2 separate regions of the Sus scrofa genome follow, and region 1 is linked to region 2. Evidence: chromatin contacts called from public Hi-C data. All regions are on one chromosome and are shown on one strand. The core of a region is the stretch at or near the end of the contact, and the rest is flanking DNA. Distances in the headings are between cores, read along the strand shown.

Evidence for each region. A called contact is a pair of places that touch in the nucleus more often than the background predicts.
Region 1: a contact with region 2 is called in a Hi-C map of retroperitoneal adipose tissue, with 1.8 times the contacts expected there. The contact joins the promoter of SLC36A1 here to the enhancer-like site in region 2. A contact is called at or near these places in 23 of 47 Hi-C or Micro-C datasets (alveolar macrophages, brain, embryonic fibroblasts and 14 more) and 1 of 2 datasets of contacts at active chromatin or transcription factors (skeletal muscle).

The regions. Positions count from the first base shown.
Region 1 is chr16:71,586,630-71,591,255 of Sscrofa11.1, reverse strand. It overlaps SLC36A1 (proton-coupled amino acid transporter 1), which reads left to right and starts at 1,724. Exons shown (of 11, transcript XM_003134140.5): 1 at 1,724-1,916. It overlaps LOC106506564 (a long non-coding RNA gene), which reads right to left and starts at 3,063. Exons shown (of 3, transcript XR_002339800.1): 1 at 2,536-3,063; 2 at 1,400-1,453.
Region 2 is chr16:71,382,015-71,386,793 of Sscrofa11.1, reverse strand. All of the region lies in intron 1 of LOC110257252 (a long non-coding RNA gene), which reads left to right. Among named protein-coding and RNA genes, the nearest start is that of SPARC, 16 kb to the right of the region's middle. Within about 2 kb of position 2,218, at least 15 of the 83 cell types and tissues checked have an H3K27ac peak or open chromatin away from gene starts, as enhancers often do. A contact at or near this core is called in omental adipose tissue and retroperitoneal adipose tissue, where this site is marked.

The sequences.
Region 1 (4,626 bases), core at 475-2,974, 200 kb before region 2:
TTAGCCTGGGACCTTTGATATGCTACAGATGCGGCCCTAAAAAAGGCTAAAATAAAAGAAAACAGCACAGATAGTAAAAAGTGTTAAGCAAAACAATAACTACTGGTATTTATGATCCTAAATTTTAACACCAGGTATCTGCACATGTCTATATAAAGATATTTCTATAAATACATAGGGTTTGGAGGATAATACATGCTGGTAACTATAAATCTTTGGAGAGGAGAATAAATTTGGAGAAGGGGAATTTCCACTGTTTATACACTTATTTCTACACTTATACATTGCCTAATAGCTCTAATAAAATATGTTAATGTTTTACTTATACAATTTAGTGAATATTTTAACAGATTTATTGAGGTATGATTTACATACAGTAAACTGCACATATTTAAATTTCATAGCTTTCAACATATATATTCGTGCAACCATCACCACAATCAAGATAATATATTGGTCACCTTGAAAGTTTCCTTATGCCCCTTTCTAATCACTCTTTCCTCTCCTGGTCTCCTCATCCATTCCCAGACAACCACTGCTGTGCTTTCTGTCAGTGTAGATTATTTTAAAATTTCTAGAATATTGTATAAACAGATTCTTTTTTCTGACCTCCCCCCTTTCACTTGGCATAATTAAGATTTATCCAGATATAATTATTTTAAGATTTATCCATTTGTAGCTGTAGCAATATATTTCTTTTGGCTGGGTAGTTAATTTTCAAAAGTAAAATCTGCTAAGAGGAGGAAAGAGAAGCTTAGATAATACATACACCTCAAACATACAGAAATGTTGCCATTCATTTAAAAAGGTTACTTGGGAGTTCCTGTCGTGGCGCAGTGGTTAACGAATCCGACTAGGAACCATGAGGCTGGGGGTTCGATCCTGCCCTTGCTCAGTGGGTTAAGGATCTGGCATTGCCGTGAGCTGTGGTGTAGGTTGCAGACGCGGTTTGGATCCCGCGTGGCTGTGGCTCTGGCATAGGCCGGTGGCTACAGCTCCGATTCAACCCCTAGCCTGGGAACCTCCATATGCCGCGGGAGCAGCCCTAGAAAAGGCAAAAAGACAAAATAATAATAATAATAAAAAAATAAATAAAAGGGTCACTTAAATTTTTAAAATAGGAGTTCCCATCGTCCTGGCTCAGTGGCAACAAGTCTTACTCGTATGCACGCGGACTCAGGCTGGATCCTGGCCTTACTCCGTGGGTCAGCGATTCAGCGCTGCTGTGAGCTGTGGTGTAGGTAGCAGATGCGGCTCGAATCCGACACGGCTGTGGTGCAGGCCGGCAGCTGCAGCTCCAATTGGACCCCTAGCCCGGGAACCTCCATATGCCACAGTGAGGCCCTAAAAAGACACACACACACAATTGTAAATATGTTTAAAAAGAGTGTTGCCTTACCTCACAGTTCTGTGTCCGGTCGCAAGCTCCCGTTTGTGTAAAACGTCTAAAAATCTGACCAGAGGAGATTTTTTTTTAGTGTACTATTTTTCGATGATAAAAGCAACAAGTACCCATTGAGACGTGTTAAAGAAAAGGCCGCGGGTGTAAAACGGAGCAATCTCTCACAAGCCACAGCTCAGGGGACGGTGCTGCGACTCTGGACTGGCGGCAGCTGCTCGGATCTCCCACGCCCGACTCGGTCCCCAGCCACATCATGCTGCCTGTAGGGGCAGCATCCGGCCGCGAGGTGGCGGTGCGGAACTGAGTTTCCGAGCCCCGCGAGAGGAAAGCAGCAGCCTCGCGCGGGAGCACGTGACCCGGCTCTCGGGTTTGGGCGCCTGGGTCACGTGATGGGGCCCGGAAGCGGCTGCCAGGGCAGCCGGCGGTGGAGATGGCAAGGGTTCCACGCTGAGGCAGGGACAGGTGGGCTGCTGGGCTGAAGCAGGAGCCAGAGCTCAAGTCGGAACCCCGAGCGGTGAGTCCGTGCACGGACGGGCTGGGGCTGGCGGCGGGTCAGCGCCTTTGCTGAACCCATGTCCCCTTCCTCCCCGCGCCGCAGAGGCTTCGGGTTAGACACTGACTGGCCGACTGGCCTGGGCTGCGGGTCCGAGTCTCCTCGGCTCCCCGACCGCAGCTGCGGTGTGGTGCATACCCCTCCGGGAGAAGGGGAGCTGGAGAATCCCTTGTCCTTCGCGCTCTTCTCCCATGACCTCCCTGACCTGTTTGACAGGTGTGGAAACAGATGGGAAAGATTACCAAACGACCACAGGGCTTCTGCGGAGGTTCCTGGAGGGGTCAGGAGGTCGCGGTCAAGTGACCTGCCCGCTGTGGGAGTCCTGCTTGGAACTTGCTAGTAGCGGGTCTTTGAGTCGTAGAGTAAGGAACCGCAAGGACTCTGGGAAATTATCTTTTACAGCCCCCATCTAGGGCTCTTGCGGAGATTGAGGTCTAAGGAGTGGCGGTTGCCTACGGTCATGCAGTGAGTTAGTTGCAGACGTGCGACGAGAAACTAAGTCTCCCTGAGCTCTAGCGGCTCTTTGCTTTTCACTACCCTGCCTCCTGCGAAAAACTTAATAGGTGAGAAGTCACCGTACCCTTTTGTGTCCCCTTCTCTTTCATTCCACTCCCCTTTTGTAGCTCTTCGTTCTCTCTCGCTGGGATCCGGCTCTGGGTGTGGTTCCCTGTTTTCAGTATTCAGGATTTTTCTGCAGACTCATCATTCAGTAGGTTCTGTTTCTAACCGTCACGCAATTTTGTGTAAACCATCCCAAAACGTGAAATAAGAGGCGGAGTATGCTCCTGGGAGGGGTAGGTGGCTCCCAGCTCTGGTTGTGAAGAGCTCTGGCATTAAAGACTGTCAAGACCTTTGCTTTATTTGTAATGTAGCTTGTCAGATTCGAAGAATGCTGGTTATTCGGATGGATGTTTTGCAGTTATTTGAGGCTTGCTGAAAGTAGATAGTGTGAGGTAATGGAAAGAACCGAGATTGAAGAATCAGGAAATTTTCTTCTAGTTCTGACCGTTGGCTTTGCAACCTTGAGTGACTCCCATCCTTGCCTGGGTGTAGGTTTCCCAGTCTGCACAGTGATGGGGTGGAATCTCGAAGGGCTCCTTCTGCTTTGCCATTCTTTGCATCTCAGGCTGTTTGTTTTCTAATCAGAAAGGTTTTTTCTTTCCCCTGTGTATATTAGTATCTGTCTGTAATAAGGCTTAATACAGTTGGCCAGGAGGCAGTTTCCCTTCTTGTTTGTGGTTGCCATGAAATCTACCTCCTCTTTCTTCCTATCTCTGTGTTATGTCTAAGCTTAATGCTGATAGCTGAAAATGATTTTAACTTTTATTATTTTAAATATGATCAAGGCCCTCTTTGAATTTTGTTGAGAGCCTAGGCTATAGTAAGTAACTCGTACATTTACTGTGTGTGTTTGTGTTTTTTTGTTTGTTTGTTTTAAAAGATGTCCTTGAAGCAAAAGGAGACAAAAGACTTGGTCATTTGCTCTGAGTTTGGGACTGTTTGGGATGCAGCCCGTTTTTGGCAGAGTTATACTTATGATGTTAAATCTGTCTTCCTTTGTTTTGTAACAGTCACAAAGCCATTTATAATTGTCTGCTATTGAGTTCTTGTTTTCCCTTTAAAGCATATATTGTTCATTTGACCTTATCCCTGTGGCAGCTTGAAGTGCTCAGTGCTGTCTTTGTCTATTTTAAAGGTGCTCTGAGGAAGTAGATTCCATTTTTTTGGGTAGTGTTCCAAAGACCACACCTTGGACCTGTGGATAGAAGTACCAGGAGGGAGGTGGTTTTGAATGAGCCTGAATAAGGGCTTTAAAAGAATTAGCGCTCTCACATCACAACGTGGTGGTCTCTGTCGCTGGAGGTCCTTGTCCCTGGCCAGTTACTTTGGAGAATGTAGTAGATTGGATCACCGTGTCGGGTAGAGGGTTGGACTAGATAAAATTTTAGAGTTTCTTCTAACTCAGAAGGCCTGAGAAATTCTAGGACCAAATCTCTTGTTTCGTAGGGCATGAAGTTGTGTAGATGGAACAGATGTCTGCTCTTGTGACTGCTTTATCTTCCTCCTTTACTCAGATAACCATTCTCATGTTGAAAACTCCTACTGTTTCTTTTTATCCCTCCTCCCTTTGCCAGTGAGTGTCTCAGTCCTTTATGTTCTTGTTACCTCTTCCAGGGTCAGAGGCTGGAGAGTCATCTCTATTGATAATATAGTGCTTATTTCTACCCTGACCCGAAATGAGATCCCCAAACGGGGCTGAGTGAATGGCTTTGGCTTCTGCTTTGCTCTCTGGTCCTGGAAGTGTGGGACTAACCACTAACTCTCAGGCTAGCTTTTGTCTTTTTCCCATAGAGAAAACCTACCTTGAGTCTAAACCCAAGCCTTGGAAGAATCCTGTAGCTCCTTCCTTTGGCCAGGCCTTACTGGGTCTGAGCACACAAAGCGAGCCTCTATTTAATGGGTATGGGGCCCAGTGGTTAGATCATTCTGCCTTTGCCAAAAGAGAAGCTATAGGATGCTATTATTTAGTGCTCTTTTCTTTTTTTCTCCCAAACTTTTCTCTTGTAATCCTGGCCACCCAGGGCTGGTTCTCAATGGCCCCCCCTAGTAGGAAAGCCTCCTCTGTGTTTGCCTTTTCCATGAAGTTCAGATTTCTGTCTCCATGGGTTAC
Region 2 (4,779 bases), core at 969-3,468:
GCTTTTTAATGTGCCTACTAATGAAAGCTAGAGAAAGTGTGTGGTTCCAACAATGCAGAGAGCAGGTGCCAGGACCCTGAGGCAGGGCACTCCTTGGCACATTTCCGGATCACAAAGGAGGCTATTGTGGCTGGAGTGTAGGGACTAACGGGGGTGTGCTAGGAGATAGAGCTAGAGAAGTCATTTAATAGCCACCGTCTGTAACTAAGACACATCCCTGTCTCCTGGCACTTAGTTTCACATCTGCTCAGAATGCGTGTTTCCTGACCATGATACTTGCTTCTACATCTCCGAATTTTATCTCACTTTTCAAGACCAGCTCCTGTTCTTCTCCCAGAAACTTCCCTGCCTCTCCCAGCTCTTAGACATGGGCGGGGGGAGGGGGAGGCACCCAATATGTGATGAAGTGGGCGGCAGTGCTCATTCTCTTGCTTTCTAAGCCAGTGTTTCTCAGGGGTGGTCTTCAGACCACCTGCATCACAGTCCCCTAAAATGTTCCTAAGTTTAAAAAGTGTTTTTAGTGGAGTTCCGGTTGTGGCTTAGAGGTTAACGAACCCAACTAGCATCCATGTGGATGCGGGTTTGATCCCTGGCCTCACTCAGTGGCTTAAGGGTCTGGCGTTGCCGTGAGCTGTGGTGCAGGTCGAAGATGCAGCTCGGATCCCACGTTGCTCTGGCTGTGGCATAGGCCAGTGGCTACAGCTCCTATTCAACCCCTAGCCTGGGAACCTCCATATGTGACGGGTGCAGCCCTACAAAGACAAAAAGACCAAAAAAAAAGTGTCTTTAGTGAAATGTTTGTTATAGAAAATAGAATAATGTGTATTTGTATGCTCACTGTCTGCTTTCCAGAACTTTACCATTTGTCCGTATTTGCTTTCAATTCTGTTTTAGTTTCTTTTTCTTTTCTCTTTCTTTCTTTTTATTTGTCTTTTTTAGGGCCACACCCATGACATATGGAAGTTCCCTGGCTGGGGATTGAATTGACACAGCCACAGCAACGCCATATTCAAGCTGCATCTGCGACCTACACCACCGCTCACAGCAACGCCAGATCCCTAACCCACTGGGTGAGGCCAGGGATCAAACCCACATCCTTATGGATACTAGTCAGATTTGCTACCACTGAGCTACAACAAGAACTCCCTGTTTTAGTTTCTTAATAAAGAAAACATGTCACAAATATAGGTGAAGCCTGAGTACTTGTCAGAGGTACGATTCTGAGAGAAAGAGAGAGAAAGAAAGGTGCAGGTTCTAAGGCCCTACCTGAGTCTACTCCTCAGAATCTCTGGAAGTGGAACTGGCAAATCCATCCTCCTTCCTCCTTCCTCAGCCACCATGATTCCTAAGCACAGTGAAGCTTGATAATTAATGATATGTACTGATTAAAATCTGCTCCATCAAGCAGTGCCCTGTTCTTCCTTATAACCAACCCAGGCGGTCTTAATCTTTGCTCTGTGTCAGAGTCACCTGGGGAATCTTGAGAAATGAGGTTGCCCTTGCTCCTCCCTAACCTTGTAAATCAAATTAGGGCAGGGATGTCAGGCAACTCTGTGACCAAAACCTCAAAGATTTTTGATGGGTGCCCAGGTGGGAAGAAAGCAGGTGTGGAGAGGACCCATCTCCCTTGCCCTGTTTAAAACACTCCTGGGATCATCAGAGTCACATCCAGATATCCCTCCACTAGCTCTCTCCCAGAATAATGTCAACAAGCATTTCCCACGCCCTGCGTGCTGGGCAGAGCTGCTACAAAAGACATTGGTCGTAGAGTGAGGAAGACATTGGTCGTAGAGTGTCTGGGCCTCTGGCTGCAGTTCCAGCTCAGACATGCATTTAGTGGCTTGACTGGAGGTTGACTTGCCAGATTTATCAGAAAGATAGGAAACCTGGTTAAACTTGAATTTCAGATACCTCATGAATAATTTTCTAACAGGTATGTTCTAAATATTGCATGGGACGTAGCCTAAAAAAAGAAAAAAAAATTGTCCCATCTGAAATTCAAATTTAATTGGAAGTCCTGTATTTGATTGTTATCTGACAATTCTACTTGATAGAGTATCTTCCACAAACCTCAGTTTCCCCATTTGGAAGCTGAGGGGGCTGAGCTAGTTGATGTCGATGGGTTCTTAGGGCTTGGATGCTGTAGCAGTCAGGTGAGACGCAGCCCGTAGCTCTGGCAGCCCTTCTCCCCTGATCCACCAGAGGGCGCCCTGGCTCGCCGCAGCGATCTCTGGGCCTCTGGCTGGGGAGCTGTTGGCTTGGTCCTGCTGGCTCTGGGGGGCCGTCTGGAAACCAGGCTGTGAAGTCTCCACGGCCCCAGGTGTTTCCTTACTCATCTCTAAGATGACTTATTCAAAAGGAGAGACGGGGCGATCGCAGAGTGTCTGAAGCCGGGACCATCTCATCCAGGGCCCCTCTACCATTACTTAGAAGGGGAGACTGGACCCTGGAGGAGAAGGCACTTATCCAGGCTCACACCACTGTCCTGGAAACTAGACTTCCGACTCCCTGTCCACGGCCCCTTTACCTCCCTTATTTCTGTTTCCTGCTGGGCACATTTTAACCCTTGAAGTCCTAAAGCCAAAACCAAGGCAGACAGCCACACATTGTGACATGCCTGAGCCTCTTCACAGTGTGGCCTTGAAACCTTACACCTGAGAGGGGACCAGGGATGAAGGACCGGTCTGGACAGTGGGGAAAGAGCAGCTCCTCACATTTAAGTTGGGAATGTCATCATTATCACCCTCTATGTCAGACACAGTGACCTTTGAGGCAGGGACCACTGACACCAGGATTTTACAGCCAGCTCAGTGATGGGTCATTGGACTAAGCAGGGCCCAATCCAGTTCTGCGGCAGATGTTGGGAGGGAGGGGAGGGGGCAGGGTTCTGTTACCAGGACCCACATCTCCTTCAAGGAAAACAGGAATTGTTCAAAGGGAGAGATACCCACCACTTTGGAGCAAGAGATGATTTTAGGAGCGTTATCGATTTGGCATGAATTAACACTGAATTGAAGTAATTCAATTCTCTTTTGGACCATTTAGTTTTCAAAGAGAAAGTCTCAGATTTCTTCTTTTGACAAAAAAGAGCATCCTTCAAGCCCAGGGAGCATTCATAATTATGTAATTTTTTCCCACTGTATTCTTTTTTTAAGGTTTATCTGTATTTATGGCAAATGATGCTGATTTGCCACCCAACGTAATGAGATAATTTCCTTTAAATATTTTTTTAAGAGATTCGACTTAAAGGGAGGGGAAGCACAGGTGGGAGAGTGTGAAAACACCACCTTTGAGGATTGCAAGGGCCTGTATGGGCTCAGCTGATCAGTGGTGCTGCAGCCAACAACTGGTGCAGCCCCACCCTGTCCTCCCAGGGCCCCAGGCTGATTCATGCTCCTTGCCTCTCTTTGATGCTGCCTTTCCCTTGGAAACTCTGAGGAGCTCCCTAGAGAGAAGCATCCAGATATTGGGGGAGGGGGGAGGAAGCCCCAGGTTCCAGTTCCCCCCATCTTTCATTGCCTTATTATATGACCAAGTCACTCAGTCTCTCTAAATCTCTTCCTTCATCGGTGATTAAGTTAGTGGCAGAGGTGCTATGATAGTGTGTCCACAAGTGATCTGCCCCAAGCCGGCCAGTGCTGCCTCTTACAGTCTTAGGAAAATGTTATATCTCCCCTTCCGAAGGAACAACCCATCCAAGCCATGTTCCATCTGAGCTCCCTGCCCTATTTCCTTCACAGCACAGGTTTCTACCTGAAATGGTCTGACTTGTGCTTCCTTTGCCTAGCCAGAATGAAAGCCCCCAGGCCAGCAGGGGCCATGCCTGCCTTCCTCATGAGAACGTAGAGCATGCCTAGCCTGCTGCAGGCCTCTGGTAGGTAAATGGCATTGAAGAATAAATGAGCCGGTACCAAAATTTAGCCACTTCTTCCTGAGCACCTGCAGATTTTGAGACCATTGTTGGCCTTGCATTCCTCAAATGGCCAGGGCCAAATTGGCCAATCTCTCCCTCCCGTTGTGTGAAAACAGAACACCAGAACGTTTATGAGCTTTAAGAGTTTTTTAGTGAGTTTGCATTCTTTCAGTAATTTGTAAATAATTTAAAATGAGGGGAATAGACCAATTCTAGGCTTAGTATCTGAAGACCTAGCTCCATTGCAGCAGAGCATAATTCTTGGACCTGTTTCTCTGTCTCAAAGGGGCAGCTCAGAACGCCAGCCTGAAATACACACTGCATGGTGGGCATGCATGAGCTGTAAAAAGGGCTCTGTGACGTCCATTGCTGTTATCCTTCCAGAACCTGTGTGTTCTTTTTAAAGTCAATCTAACACACACACACTCTGTTTTCCTCCCTTTCCCTCTTTGGTTTAAAACCCTCCAACAATTTCTTATTGCAAACAAAAAATAACATCCAAACTCCAGCATGACTCACCCTCATTTTGCACATCAACCACACTGGCATGGGACCTGTCACATTCCTGTCACCTCAAGACCTTTGCATGTGCTGTTCCCCTGCCTGGAATGCTCATTCCCTGACCTCTCTCCTCCCTCACCTCTGCCCCTCCAAACACTTAGCGCCTTCTTTTCCTTTGTGGCTCAGCTTAAGTTTTCTCAAGGAAGCCCTGGAACAGCCCTGTCCAATAGAACGTTCTGTGATCATGAAAATGTTTCGGTTCTCCTCTCTTGGGTAGGGTAAACACTGGCCATGTATTGCTGTTGAGCACTTCTAAAGTTTCTCAAGTGAGGAACTGAATTTTCATTAATTTAAATTTAAATCTA